Linked DNA regions of Mus musculus: regions 1 and 2 are each linked to region 3. Evidence: chromatin contacts called from public HiChIP or PLAC-seq data. All regions are on one chromosome and are shown on one strand. The core of a region is the stretch at or near the end of the contact, and the rest is flanking DNA. Distances in the headings are between cores, read along the strand shown.

Region 1 (4,614 bases), core at 511-3,010, 220 kb before region 3:
TTCTTGGAGAGCATTTTAAAGCAAAAGTTTTTGGGTTAGCCTTGTAGTGGAGCTCTTCTGTGAAAACACAAGCTGCACAACCTATCTCCCCTGGGTTAGGATGTAACAGTTACTCTGGGAGAACATCAATCCTTTGTGGCTTTATACAGTCCGTCACTAACGCTGCCTGCCCTTTACCCTGAGTATGTCACCTGTTCTGACATGAAGTCTCTGAGGGCGGATTTGAATTTCTATTTATTTCTTTGCTTTCGGGTCACCAGCACTTTGGCAACAACTGGCACATTAAACCGCTTAAATCACTTACAAGGATTTAAGCATCTAGCCATCTACCAACACAACGATGGATATTTGTTTTTAAGTCAAGGCAAGTGGTAGATCTTAAGCCATTTTTCTACACCATTTTCAGATTCTCTTGAGACAGGAACATAAGCAGGAGGAGTTCCTGGCCTTCATTACTCTCTCTCCTAAGCAATCTTGTTCCTATGCCCAGTGTTAAGTACTTTTATGAACTGGGTCATACATAAGCTGATATCGCAAGTCTGGTTAGCCTATTTCTCTAGAAGCTTCTAGATAGGTGTTCTATTCAGATTATTCCTAAAGCAGTGTCCAAAGGTGTGTGTGTGTGTGTGTGTGTGTGTGTGTGTGTGTGTGTTGGGGAAGGGGGGACACATTAAGATGGTTTTGGATTTTGGTTAGATTTTTACAAATCACAAGTATGTTATATTTTCCCAAGTCAAAATTTACTCTCAATTTGGTTTAATGACGTCACTTCATTTGCTTTCTTTAATAGAATGTCAAATTTTCTGTCTATAAATTTCCCTAAGTTTATACCTTTTATGTTGCTACTAAAAACATTCTATGCTTAGCTTATCTTTCTATTACTGTAAAAATTACCATGGTGGTTGATATAGCATATAGCCAAATAGCCTCTGGCCTGTCAGCTACTGAATAATGACACAGAGACCTTTTATTAATTATGAAAGCTTGCTCTTAGCTTAGCAGACTCTCAACTAGCTCATGTAAGTAAACGTGGTCGTCTAGCTCTGTCCTTTTTTTTTTTTTTCCCCTGTCCCTTTTCTTATGTCCCAGCACCTGTTTTTTCCTCTGCTCTGGTTGGGGAATCTCCCACCTTCCTGTCTGAGTAGAGCATCTCCTGCCTCGGTTTATTTCCCAGAGTTCCTAACTCTGCCTGGAAGTCCCGCCTATCTTCTCCTTCCTTGCTATAGGCCATTCAACTCTTTATTAAACCAATCAGGTGATGGAGAAGATGTTTACAAACTACTGAGACCGGTGATGCTTCATACAAAGACAACCTTTACACAGTGCACAAGAGATTATCCCAACAACAGCAAGACAGGCTTCTTGTATGGAGAAGGAATGTCATTCATTATAATGTTGCTTGATCTTATATGTAGGTAGATTCAACAACGACTGGAAAAGAGAAGGAGGAGAAGAGGAAGGAAGAGGAAGAGAGCAGAAAAAAAATGTCCATGGTTAACTCAGAAAGATGCTAGAAAACTAACTTGTAACAAGTAAAAACCAAGATCCGACTATCTCTCTCGCACACGCTGTACCCCAGGATAACCATTGGTGGATGACTCTTTCCATTTTGTCCTAGCTAAAAAGTACACCAGTCATGATGGATTTAGAGTACCACAGTGCTGTTTGCTCTAATGACATAATGCATGCGAGCAAAGACCATCAGCATCTGCTAAAAGCATCAGCGGAAAAGCTGAGTGAGAACTTGGCAGCTTCCCGTTTAGCTCAGCAGGGCTTGACTCCGCCCATCCATCACGCACAGTGCACAGAAAGAGCCAGGCGGGTAGGCTCTAGGCTCCGGATGTAGGCAAAACTGGGAACTTTTGTTTTGGTTTATTTTGTTGTTGTTGTTTTTTTTCCACATGTTTTAACATGACTGAGAGTTTAGAGTAGCAATATCTCAAGACAGATCATGAATCGATTTTGTGTAAATGTTTCATTTATTTGTTATTATAGGTAATTGTGTGTGTGTGTGTGTGTGTGTGTACATGCCACAGCAAATGTGGATGTCATAATCAGTTTTCTTTCTCCACCTTGTTTTGAGGTAGAATCTCTCTCGCTATTTCTGCCATGTTTAATACCTCAGTCTCGTTAGCCTATAAGCTTCTGGGGGTTCTCCTATGTCCACCTCCCGTCTCAGTGCACACATTCCATCCATTTAGCAAAGCAACAGTGGTAGCTTCCCCACTGGGGTCTACGACCTCTCCAGCCATGGACTTCTGACCATATTTTATGGTACCTAATATGGATTCCCTCCTGTGGAGAAGGCCTGGACTCTGATCAGAAAGTGGTCGTTTGAGCCCACATGTGTAAATATAAAGAATGCTTTGCAAATTTGATGTAGTAGTAGTGATAGTAGTAGTGTTCATATACATATATGTATTATACATGCATATATATGTGTGCACATATGTACTGCAACATTGCATAGAGATCAGAGGTCAACACTGTAGAGCCTGTTCTCTATACATATATATGTAATATATATATATATATGTGTGTGTGTGTGTGCGCGTGTGTAATATATATATATATATTACACACGCGCAGAGGAACATTGCTGGCTGGCTTGTCCCTGGCTCATCTTTAGCTAGCTTTTTTTATACAGCTCTTGCAGTGGATCTGGGTTCAGATCCCAGCATCTATATGATGGCTTACAACCATCTGTAACTCCAGTTCCAAGGGATCCAATGCTCTTTCTAGTGTCTGGGGGCATCACTTTAGCACATGATACACAGACATACATGCAGGCAAACACTAATACACATAAAATAAAAGTAAACAAACCACTAAAATTTTTTTAAATAAAGAATTCAATCAAGATGAAGCAGGTTGACAAACAAGCCTAAACAAACAGACATCACTGTGTTCTGCTTTTTATACGCTTCTTTCCTAGACATAAACTCTCCTTCCACACAGAGCCTAGGCTCTCATCCTGCAGTTCTTCAAGAGCACAACAGCGTTTTTTCTTACCACTTAGTGGAATTAAATAATTCAGAGTAACATAATCTCCATTACAACACAGACTGAATCAAACTCCCTCCAGGACCCTTTAGAAATACCTTCAAAAATAAAACAACAGCAAGAAAGAAATAGCTCCAAAAGAACACACTGAGGAGCAACCTTGTTTGCTTGCTTGCTTGGCTTGAGACAGCTTCTCCCTCTGTAGGTCAGATTGACCAGAGTTTCACTATGTAGCCCAGGCTAGCCTTGCAGACACAGTATTTTCCTGCCCCACTTTCCAACTTTCAGGACTTTAAAAAATGTTCCCCTTTCCCAACAGTATCAAAATATCAAAGTAATAAAAATGATCTGTAGTTGGTGTTTTCTGTTTGGAAGAGCTCTTCCCCCCACCCCCACAACGGCACAGCAGCTCTTGTGTCCCACAATCCCCACAGCTCAACATTGTGTAAGAAGTGGAGTTCTTTGGCACCTGTTCCCTCAGGGGTGGTGGCACCAGAATGTCCTAGAAACAAGGACTTTCTCTCTCTTTGAAGACTGGCAGAAAAAAAAAAAAAAAAGAATTCAATTTCCCTGTAGGAGTGAATTTTAGTGAAAACCAATTCCATGAGAAATGATCAAATGTGTTTCCTTTCGGCCTTTGCCCTGAAGCCCCTCAGTGCTCAGTGGAAACGGCAGTGGCCAGTGACATCACCTGTCTGACGGTGTCCTTCTCAGGCTCTGAGGCCCGAGATGTCCTTCCCTGCCTTTGAACACAGCCTGCAGCCACACTTTACTTGGTTCCCCTTTTCCCACATTTGGTTATATTTCTTTCTTTTTCATTTAAAAAAATATGCACGTCTTGCTGTGCATCCCAGGCTGTCCTCAAATGCTCATCCTGCTGCCACGGCCTCCCAAGCGCTGGAGTGACCTCGCAGCTCAACGCCGGGTTGATTGCCAGGTTGTGCTGTTTCTTAAGTCTGAGTGGATTTATATTTCCTTTCGTTCATCGTCACATAAGGTTAGTGATTACTTTCAATTCAGCTCATTCTCCTCCTTTTCTTCCCCTGTCCATCTTGGAGGCCACGGTGCTTTGTTTGTATAGAAATGTAATTCTAGTCATTGTACATGTATGATATCGTGAGTTTTTTGTAGCGTGGTAAGGCTACTCGGTGTTATTACAATGCAAGTGTTCATATCTCATTTCTATTTTATCATGCTATGTAAATAGTCTTACAATAAAACAGTTTGGGCCAGCGAGCTGGCTCAGCAGGCAAAGGTGCTTGCTGCCAAGTCTGATGACCTGCGTTTGAACCACAGAACCTACATGGAAGGAGAAACCTGACTCCTGCAACTTGTCCTCTGACCTCCACATGTGTGCTGTGACATATGCACACACACGTACACACATACACTATATGTGTGTGTGTGTGTGTGTATAAACATATAAAAAATAAAAAATTTAAGTTTCTTTATGGTACATATTTTAATTCTTTTAACAGAATAGCTCTCAACTAGAGACAATTTTACTCCTAAGAGATCAAGTGCCATTTGGAAATATCTACAGCATTAATTAATTAATTAATTAATTAATTCGTTCATTCACTTATCTTGAGTCAGAGGTTCACTATGCGG
Region 2 (4,137 bases), core at 552-3,051, 250 kb before region 3:
TATTTCACCTGTCCTCCGGCTTTTAAATTTTTTTCTCATCTTCTAAGGAGCAGTTCAAATCCCATTACTATTTTTTAATAGTGTGAAAAACACTCACTCTCTTAATTCTATACCTGATCTTAACTGTCCTGGACAATTAGCATATCATATGCATAATACAGTAGTTTATGTTACAGTAGTTTTCCCTTCTAGTTGACAAGCTATGGCTATCAGACACTTTCCAACCTTTACCTGTTGTGTGGAAACCAGTCACATCCAGCCACCGTTCTCCTCTTCTAATATATTTTTTAAATGGTGTAATAGATAGAACCCAACATCTTGCAAATGCTAGGCAAGTACTTTACAATCCATTATACTCACAATCCTTTTTTAAAAAAGATTTATTTTTAGCCTATGTGTACTGTGCTTGTCGGCATGCATGAATGAGTACCTACTTGTGCCTGGTACGCACAGGAACTAGAAGGTGTCAGATCCCCTGAGACTCAGTCATAGACAGCTAAGAGCTCCTTTGTGGGTACTGGGAATCAAACCTGGGTCCTCTACGAGAGCAGCAGATCCTCTTAATCTATAGAGTCACTCACATCTCCTTCCCCCAGTCCTTGATGTTTTGAATCAGAGTCGCTTTCTAACTCATGCTGCTCCTGAACCTGAGGTCCTTCTGCCTCTGCTTCTCTAGGTGAGGGCTGGGTTTATAGGCGTGTGTACTCGTGTCTGCGTGTGTGTGGTGTTCCTGGAGATGGACCTGTATACATACAGACATGTATGCCTGTGTGATGGCCACCGGTCCACCTCGGGTGCCATTCTCCCTGGTTTTCGTTGTGGTATCTCCCAGTGGCCTGAAGCTTGCCAAGCAGGGTAGACTGGCTGGCCCTTCTGCCTGTCTCCACTCCCCAGCTCTAGGACTACACTGAGTGTGCACTACCACACTTAGTATGGTAGGATCTCGGGTATCGCGCTGACTAGGGCATCTTCACTGACTGAGATCTCTCCTCAGCCCCACATCTGGGTTTTTGTTTCTGTTTTATCCTCTTGGTTTTCTTGAGGCCCAGTGTTGCTATCTGTGAAGTCTAGATTGGTCTTGACTTTATGATCCTCCTGCCTTTGGCACTTCAGTAAGGCATAGGTAGAGGTATATGCCACCATCCCACTCTGGTGATTTTCATACTGCTACAGTTGTACAGGTTAGTTTCAAAAGATCATACTGGCCCCAAAGCCAGAAAGGTCATCAGCTCCCTTGAAACTGGGATTACAGACTGTTGTGAGCAGCAATGTAGGTGCTGGGAATTGAACCTGGGTCCCCTGGGAGAGTAGTCAGTGCTCTTCACCACTACTGCTGTTTTAGAGAAAATATTTGCCAATCATTGGACTATACTGTTTATCTAAGTACTTTTTTTTTTTTTTTTAGTAAAAATGTTGTTTATTTATTTATTTGTGGTGTGTGTGTGTTGTCTGTAGGTTACAGAACAACTTGTTGGAGTTTGTTCTCTCCTTCTACCATGCAGGTTCTGGAGACTGAACTCAGGTCATCTGGCTTGGGGCTTGGCAGGAAGTACCTTCACCTGCTGAGCCACCTTACCAGTCCCTATTTGAGTATTTCTGTGTCTCGGTAGACAGTATAATGTTTTTGCCTTTATTTCAAGTGTATGCCTTTCTTCTCAAAATTTCAGTATTACGTAGGTTTGAATCACAATGAAAATATTTCTGCAATTCTATGTAAAACGCCTGGAGTTGGTTAATCGGTACATTGACAGCATTCCTGTGCTAACTTCTGCAGCACCAACAACTGATAAGGCTGTTTCCCTCTGAGCTACAAAGAAACCACACCCCTTAATACTGAGGCACTGGGGCAGGAGCTTCAGACACTCCACACACAACCAGATACTTCCTTTGCATCATAATGGTCCAGGATGGCTGACAGGCCCTAGAACCCCTCCCTACCTGCCGCACAAAAGTTAAAGTGCCCTGAAGAGGTAGAGTGCGGCCACCCTGACTTCTACCCACAGCCATCCAGGGGGCGCTGACTCAGCACACCTTTCAAAGGTTTCCGTTACATTATTTTTCATTTCCTTTGGACATCTTAGTCTACCAGACACTGTCCAACATTGCTCATCCTCACTCCTGCTCTGTAAGATTAAAGAGCTTGCCCAAGTTCTCTCAGCAGCTGACTCAGACAGAGGCAGACACCCGCAGCCAAATAGTGGACGGAGCTTGGGGTTCTATGGAAGAATAGGGGGAAGGACTGCGGACCCAGGAGGGAATAGGGACTCCACCAGAAGACTGACAGTCAACTAACCTGGACCCTTGGGGGGCCTCAGAGTCTGAACCACCAACTAAAGAACATCCACAGGCTGGACCTAGGCCTCCTCCTCCCCACACATATGCAGCAGCTGTGCAGCTTGACCTTCATGTGGGTCCTGAACGACTGGAGTGGGGGCTGTCCTAAAAGCTGTTCCCTGTACTGGGATACGTTCTACTAGCTGGGCTGCCTTGTCTGGCCTCAGTGGGAGAGGAAGCTCCTAGCCCTGCAGAGGCTTGAAGTGCCAGGGTGAGGGGATACCCAGGGGGATCCGTGCACTCAGAGGAAAAGGGTGGAATGGGAGAAGGTTTGTGGGAGGGGGTGATCGGGAATGGGGCAGTGAGTGGGATGAAAAGTGAATAAGTTAAAAAAAAATTAATTAATAAATTAAATTTTAAAAAAGTTCAAAACCTGACTTTGAGAGTCTGGGCTCCATCATCTATCTCTACATGCCTGAAGGTGTCCCCTGCTGTCTGCTGGGACAAGGGCACACCAGGTGACCACTGGTCAGAGCCTGCCTCACACCTTTACCACCAAACCTCGGCTGTCACTGCTGGTGGGGAACATGAAGGAAAATGTGCCCTGGATGCAAGCATGGTATCTGCCCAGTTCTCATGCTTGTCTGCGTGATATTAAGTGGTATAGTCCATCCGGTGGTGGTGATGATGATGGTGGTGGTGGTGGTGGTGGTGATGATGGTGGTGATGGTGATGATAATGGTGATAATGATGATGATGATGGTGGTGGTGGTGATGATGATGGTGGTGGTGGTGGTGGTGGTGATGATAATGGTGATGATGAGGAAGATATAAGCCTGGCAGGGATGGCTCAGGGTACAGGCACTTGTACCAAAGCCTGGTGACCTGAGTTCAATCCCTGGACCCCATGACAGAAGAAAGGAAGCAGCTTCTAAAAGTTGTCCTCTGACTTCCACACAGGTGTCATGGAATGCATGATCCTGTGCACATACTCATGCATGTACACACATGCGCATATACAACAGTAATAATAATAATAAAATTAAATTAAAAACCATAGGGTAGTCAAGATGGATCAGTGGTAAAGGTGCTTGCTGTCAATCTTAAAAACCTGAGTTTTATCTCTGGAACCCACATGCAGAGGACAGAACCAGCTTCCACAAGTTGTCCTCTAACCTTGACACTCATGGCAAGTACATGAGCACATACACACAGTAAGTAAAATAATACGCATACACACACACAGACCTATATTATTATTATTATCATCATCATCATCATCATTATTACATGGACTATATCATCATACCACATAACATCATGCAGACCAGCTTGAGAACTGGGCAAATGCCATCCCTGTACCCAGGGCACATATACATAGTAAGTAAAATAATAAACACACACATATACATACATGTGTGTGTGTGTATGTGTGTGTACATATATAATAAAACAATGCACTTACTTTATTTTATACTTCAGAGATATAAAATGCCTCTCTGATATATTAACGATAACAACAAAAGTTTCTCAACCACTATACCAATGCCCATTAGAAAAGAACTATCTCTCAAATACCATTCAAATAACTACTATTAGCTACTGATATAGTTCCTATAAGTAGTTATTATTATTATTATTGACTATTTTAAACATCAGGAAGCATAAAGCATTTTGATACTGGAGAGACAGCTCAGTGGCTGCATGCTTGCTTATTATGCAGAAGGCCCAAGGGTCAATTCCTAGGACGACGGCAAAACCAAACAAAATGCACCAAGGCCCACCACCTTGTCTTGGAGATTACAGCACCCAGGGAATTTGGGTGTTCTTCACTAGGGAAAGATAGCTTTGGTTTAAACGAAT
Region 3 (4,635 bases), core at 1,612-4,111:
GCCCTTTGCCCAAGCCACACAGCCTAAGACCATTCCAGGCCTGCAGCTGGAGCAACGGTGGGAGGCTACTCCCAGGTCCATAGCTGTCCCTTTTCAAGTAGCTGTGGTGGCACTCTGACCACATCAAGGGCTGCGCTGGGTCAGCCTCTCATTCTTCGAGTTCTCTCTCTTTCCTCTGCAGTCTCTAAAGGCTGCTCCAGGCAGCATGTGCATTGAGTTGGCTGCTGTCGGACCAAGTCTCACCAACAAGACCAAACACTGAACTGGTTAATACTGGGATGGGTCCTGGCCCAGGACTGTGCACAGAAAAGACCTAAGAGAGTGGGGACAGTAGACACTTTCCATGGAAGCTAATCAATATCGGAAGCAAGGATGTCGGGGTTAGCTCAAGAGATGGGAGTCTGGGTCCAGGCTCTTCAGGCTCAGTAGGGTCAGGTACCAGCTATACTCTGGTTGTTAAAGGCTTGGGGTGTGCAGGTCTAGAGAGGACCCCCACAGGATACAGATGTGGCCTGGGCCTCAAGTCCTAGGAGGGGCACAAGGAGTAAATTAATAGTTCCCAGTGTACATAGTGCGTCAGCCAAAGACATGGGCAGCCTTGGTCTAACCTCACAGACACGGGCAGCCCTGGTCTAACCTAAGACGAAGCCCATCTGGGAAAGATCTCCTGGTGCCAAGTTTGCTCATACTGTCTACCCAGAGACCTGCTATTGTGCTCAAATTACAACCAGTTTGTGCTTCCGACAAGAAGGATGCTTGTGCAATGAGTGGAGCTGGGGTCCTGCCCCTGACTATGTACCTTGGACATCCCCGAAAGGGTGGGTGAGCAGGGACTCCAACGTTCCCAGAACACAGCTCAGAATGGCTCAGGACGATGAGCTCAGAGCTCCGATTTCAAGTTTAGTCAATGACACTCGCTGGGACAGCATAGCAGCCCCGCCATGAGGTAGTGACCCATCAGAAATGGCAGAAGGGGTAATGCCGGTGAGCACCTCTCGCGGGGGCTGTAAGACCACACACACTTTGTGCAAGAACTGGCCTTGCAGCTATACATACAGTACAGGCACCCCGGGCTGGGGCGGCCCAGCCTGAGGGGTCGGGACAAAGTCTCACGTGTTTCTGTAGTTTGTAAACAGCCATGCAGACGGGTTCTGGGTTTTCTTACAGGGTGTAAGGTCCGGGCTTTCCATTTAGGTGGAGATGGGTGAAGGAGAAGATGTGGTCACTTCTGAGTGCTAAGGATGTTCCTTAACACTCCCAGGATGAGCAGGGGAAGGAGGATTTCTGGTCTTTGCAGACAGACGGTCCAGGTTCCAGGTGATCTGCTTTTCCGGTGCTCCGTTCTAAATATCCACTTACCCAGACTTAACACCGTGTCTGGCTGGAGCCACCAATAAGCGGGACAATCTTCTTAGTTTCAGCTTCAGACACAGCTCTGGGAAGGTTCAGAGAGGGTCTGACCTTATCAGTTCCTAACTCTCCCATCCTAGGGCCTCATGGACAGGCACCAACGTACTCGCCCTAGAGGGAGAAGAGCTAAGTACAGTGGCGCTATGCTAGCTCTCCACAAGTCACCACGGCCTCTGAATGGGGCTGAGGCTCATGGATCCCGGAATGAGACCAGGATGCATAAGACCAGTGAAGCAATAGAGTAAGTGTGGACCAGTTTAAGGGCAGGGGAAGCCGGGGGAGGAACGGAGCTGGCCCCTCTCATGGCCCAGTTCTATAAATTCAGAGTTGTTCCAGTAGGGGGCGCTAGACACTGACTTCACCTCATCCCAGCAGCTGAGTCCACAGCACCAAGGGGAGAAGCAAGGAGTCACTGCCTCCTCACGCTAATTGAAAAGGGAGGGCCTTTGTCCCAGGCTGGTTTTAAGGCTGTTTCTGGAACAACTAAAGGAAAAGAAGCTGAAGATGTTCCCTAGCCCCTTGGGGGTGGAAACATAACTGGCTGGGGGGTTAGGCAAAGGACCTGGTACCCTTACTACTCAAAGCCTACCTAGTGGGCAGTCCACCAAGCTCCCTGGTACTGGGCCGTTGGGGTGAATGCTCTGACCTTCAGGGGCTGTGGGCACCAGGCCCAGGAGTAGAAGACACAAGTGGGCTGCGGGCATGGCTAGTATAAGGCTGCCCGGCATGATATCAGGCCTCAGGATGGAGAAAGGCACTGCGGCATTAGGCGGCCTAGAGACCTGGTCTATCCTAGAAGGTATGCCGGCATGGGCAGGTCCGGGGCAATTGTCAGAGCTGCAAAGGATAGAGAAGGCTATCCCCTCATCTGCAGAGCAAGCAGAGGGAAGGCCCCCACCCCCACCCCACCCCACCCCACCTCCGTGCCAGGAGGGGAGGGAAGAATGGGAAGAAACTTCAAGTCAGTTTCCAGGAGGCAAACAGCAGAACACAAAAATAAAAATCAATATATTAAATGACTGCAGTGCCGCTGACCTTCCCCCCAAAGGAACTGTTTAAACAGCTCCACTGAGGCCCCAGCAGAAGAGAACCTCAAGGAAAGACTGGGCCGGGGCCCCACTGGGATTGGCTGTGGGTGAGCGGCAGGACTCAGCTGCTTACATCTGGTTTCCATGGTTACCTGAGAACTACCTTGGTGGGCTCAGAGGCAGGTGAAGCGGCTCCGGAGGTGGGGCTAGGAGACACAGAGGAGGCTAGCTCACTGGAAGATAGATGGGGGCTTCTCCCTGCTTCTCCCTCGGTCTCAACCGAGGCTGAGGGCCTGGGGGAGGGGCAGGGCTGGCTCAGCAGGAGACAATGTGGCCAGTTGAGAGGAAGGCTTGGGAACAGGTGGAGCAGCAGCTTGGGGAATCGTGCCCTTTGGCTTCACAGCTTGTGTCCCTCCTCCACCTCGTCTTTCTTAGGAGGCAGGGGAGGGACAGAAGGGGTGGTGGAGGAAGCAGAGCGAGAGAAGAGCCACACCCTCTGTACTCCGGTGAACTTGGCTGTTCCGGTAAGGTCGGGCCACAGCTTCCTTTCCGTGCTGGGTAGGCTGCTGGGTCTGATCTGACGGTCTAGCCACCTTTAGTCCTAACTTCAAGGGTGGGCTGCTGGTAGCCGCCGTATGCTCCAGAACTTCACTGTCAGGTCACTGGGGAGGACAGAGGGAGGCTGCTCAGCTGTGGGTGTGGACCCTGCTGGTTGCCCCACCCCCACCCCAAAGCAAAGGTTGGGCAAATTTCCCACCTCCCTCACATATGGCTGGGCTAAGGCAGATGCTGCTTAGGACCAGTGAAGACCTCACGGGGAGGGGTACTGGGTAAGGGGAGGGCCCAGGCCATGCTCTGCAAGACCCTGCAAGACTGGTGTCCCAGACTTTCCTGTTGTGTTGTGTCCAGGCCTGAATGCCTCCCCCTGTTCTCTGCCACCTTAGGGTTCTGGCCCACTGCTCATGCTAGCAAGAGGGTCGGGGAGGGTGATCTGTAGGGCCAGGCAGGGCGTGAAGTAAGAAGGTTAAGAGTAAAACAGGCTCATACCGTGAAGAAGCAGCTCAGATCGAGGTGGGGGAAAGACAGGAAAAGGCAAGATGGGAAGAGTGAGAGGGGGAGGGGGAAGGTCAGGGCAGGGTGGTGGCGCGGCCCTTTATGGCCAGGACTCGTCGAGGAAGGCAGGGGGTGAGTCCAGGGACGTAATTCCACAGCTTTACCCGGCAGTCACTATTTGAGGGGGGGTGGGGGTGGGAGGTAGAGGCAGAGAAGAGAGGTAGGAAGAGATGGGAGGGGAGAGAAGGGACATGGTGGGAACAAGGAGAGAAAAGAAGAAACCCGGCTGAGTAGTGTCCCTGGGATAGAGGGCCTGGCACTGCCTGCACAGGAGCCAGAGCTACAGCTGGAGGGGCAGAGGTGTGGGAGTGGTGCAGGGCAGTCTGTAGCCCTTGGGGGGTGAGAGCCATTTGGATCGCTGCGGGGGGGCAAGTCCTGGCCTGGGGCCCAGTGGCTCCCTGATCCCCTGCCTTTGCAGCACCCAGGACATTGGGTGCCTAGTGCTCAGTGAAGTTGAGCACTAAATATAAAGAGGAGTGCTTGATGGGATCTGTGTGTGGGGACAGCTGCGGAGCCCTGAGCCAGTTGTCAACTTGGTCACTCTAGGAGGGGAGCAAAGCGGCTCTCTCTGCCTAGCACCTACCTGGAGGCCGTGAAGATGTGCTTGCTGTTGGTGCAGATGGCATTGATGGGGCTGTCGTGGCCCTTGATCTCACCAATGGGTGTGAAGTTGTCCACATTCCAGACCTTGATGAAGCCGGCCCGGCAGGCGCTCAGCAGCATGGGCCGGCCGGGTACAAAGGCCAGGGCGCACACCCAGTCCTTGTGAGCGTTGGGGATTTGCTGTGGAAGGACCAGGGCTCATAAGGTGTAGGGAAGAGAGAGGGCCTGCCCCAGGGCCCCAGGAGCACATCACCCCTCCTGCTAGCCATGGAGGAATGCCGCCTGGCTCCGGACAGCTCTAACATGCAGATGGACCCTACCATTCCCAGGAGCCAGGCTGGGGGGATTCCAAAGCACAGATGGGTTCTTCTCCCCAGGTCCCACATTCTAAATCTGTGCTGCTGGAGAAATCTTCAGCCCACAGGAGAGCTAGGCTAAAGTCAAGTGCTCCCACAAAGAACTGGGCACAAGGGCTTTGTCA

Evidence for each region. HiChIP or PLAC-seq counts read pairs in DNA pulled down with a chosen protein or histone mark.
Region 1: an H3K27ac HiChIP or PLAC-seq map of embryonic stem cells shows a contact between it and region 3, with 2.6 times the contacts expected there. The contact joins two enhancer-like sites. A contact is called at or near these places in 2 of 115 datasets of contacts at active chromatin or transcription factors (both in embryonic stem cells) and 2 of 9 other capture datasets (embryonic stem cells and liver).
Region 2: a contact with region 3 is called in an H3K27ac HiChIP or PLAC-seq map of embryonic stem cells, with 5 read pairs. The contact joins two enhancer-like sites. A contact is called at or near these places in 6 of 39 promoter capture datasets (the 3T3-L1 cell line, the HPC-7 cell line, HPC-7-derived erythroid cells and 3 more), 3 of 484 Hi-C or Micro-C datasets (embryonic fibroblasts, liver and pre-megakaryocyte-erythroid progenitors), 5 of 115 datasets of contacts at active chromatin or transcription factors (embryonic stem cells, extraembryonic endoderm stem cells and memory CD8 T cells) and 2 of 9 other capture datasets (adipose tissue and liver).

What each region holds. Positions count from the first base shown.
Region 1 is chr1:136,391,852-136,396,465 of GRCm38.p6, reverse strand. No RefSeq gene overlaps it. Among named protein-coding and RNA genes, the nearest start is that of Ddx59, 21 kb to the left of the region's middle. Within about 2 kb of position 1,760, at least 37 of the 459 cell types and tissues checked have an H3K27ac peak or open chromatin away from gene starts, as enhancers often do. A contact at or near this core is called in embryonic stem cells, where this site is marked.
Region 2 is chr1:136,425,510-136,429,646 of GRCm38.p6, reverse strand. All of the region lies in intron 4 of Ddx59 (DEAD box helicase 59), which reads right to left. Among named protein-coding and RNA genes, the nearest start is that of 9230116N13Rik, 12 kb to the right of the region's middle. Within about 2 kb of position 1,801, at least 35 of the 459 cell types and tissues checked have an H3K27ac peak or open chromatin away from gene starts, as enhancers often do. A contact at or near this core is called in embryonic stem cells, where this site is marked.
Region 3 is chr1:136,172,502-136,177,136 of GRCm38.p6, reverse strand. It overlaps Kif21b (kinesin family member 21B), which reads right to left. Exons shown (of 35, transcript NM_001039472.2): 34 at 4,135-4,334; 35 at 1-3,100. The coding sequence ends at 3,046. Among named protein-coding and RNA genes, the nearest start is that of Mroh3, 38 kb to the left of the region's middle. Within about 2 kb of position 2,861, at least 91 of the 459 cell types and tissues checked have an H3K27ac peak or open chromatin away from gene starts, as enhancers often do. A contact at or near this core is called in embryonic stem cells, where this site is marked.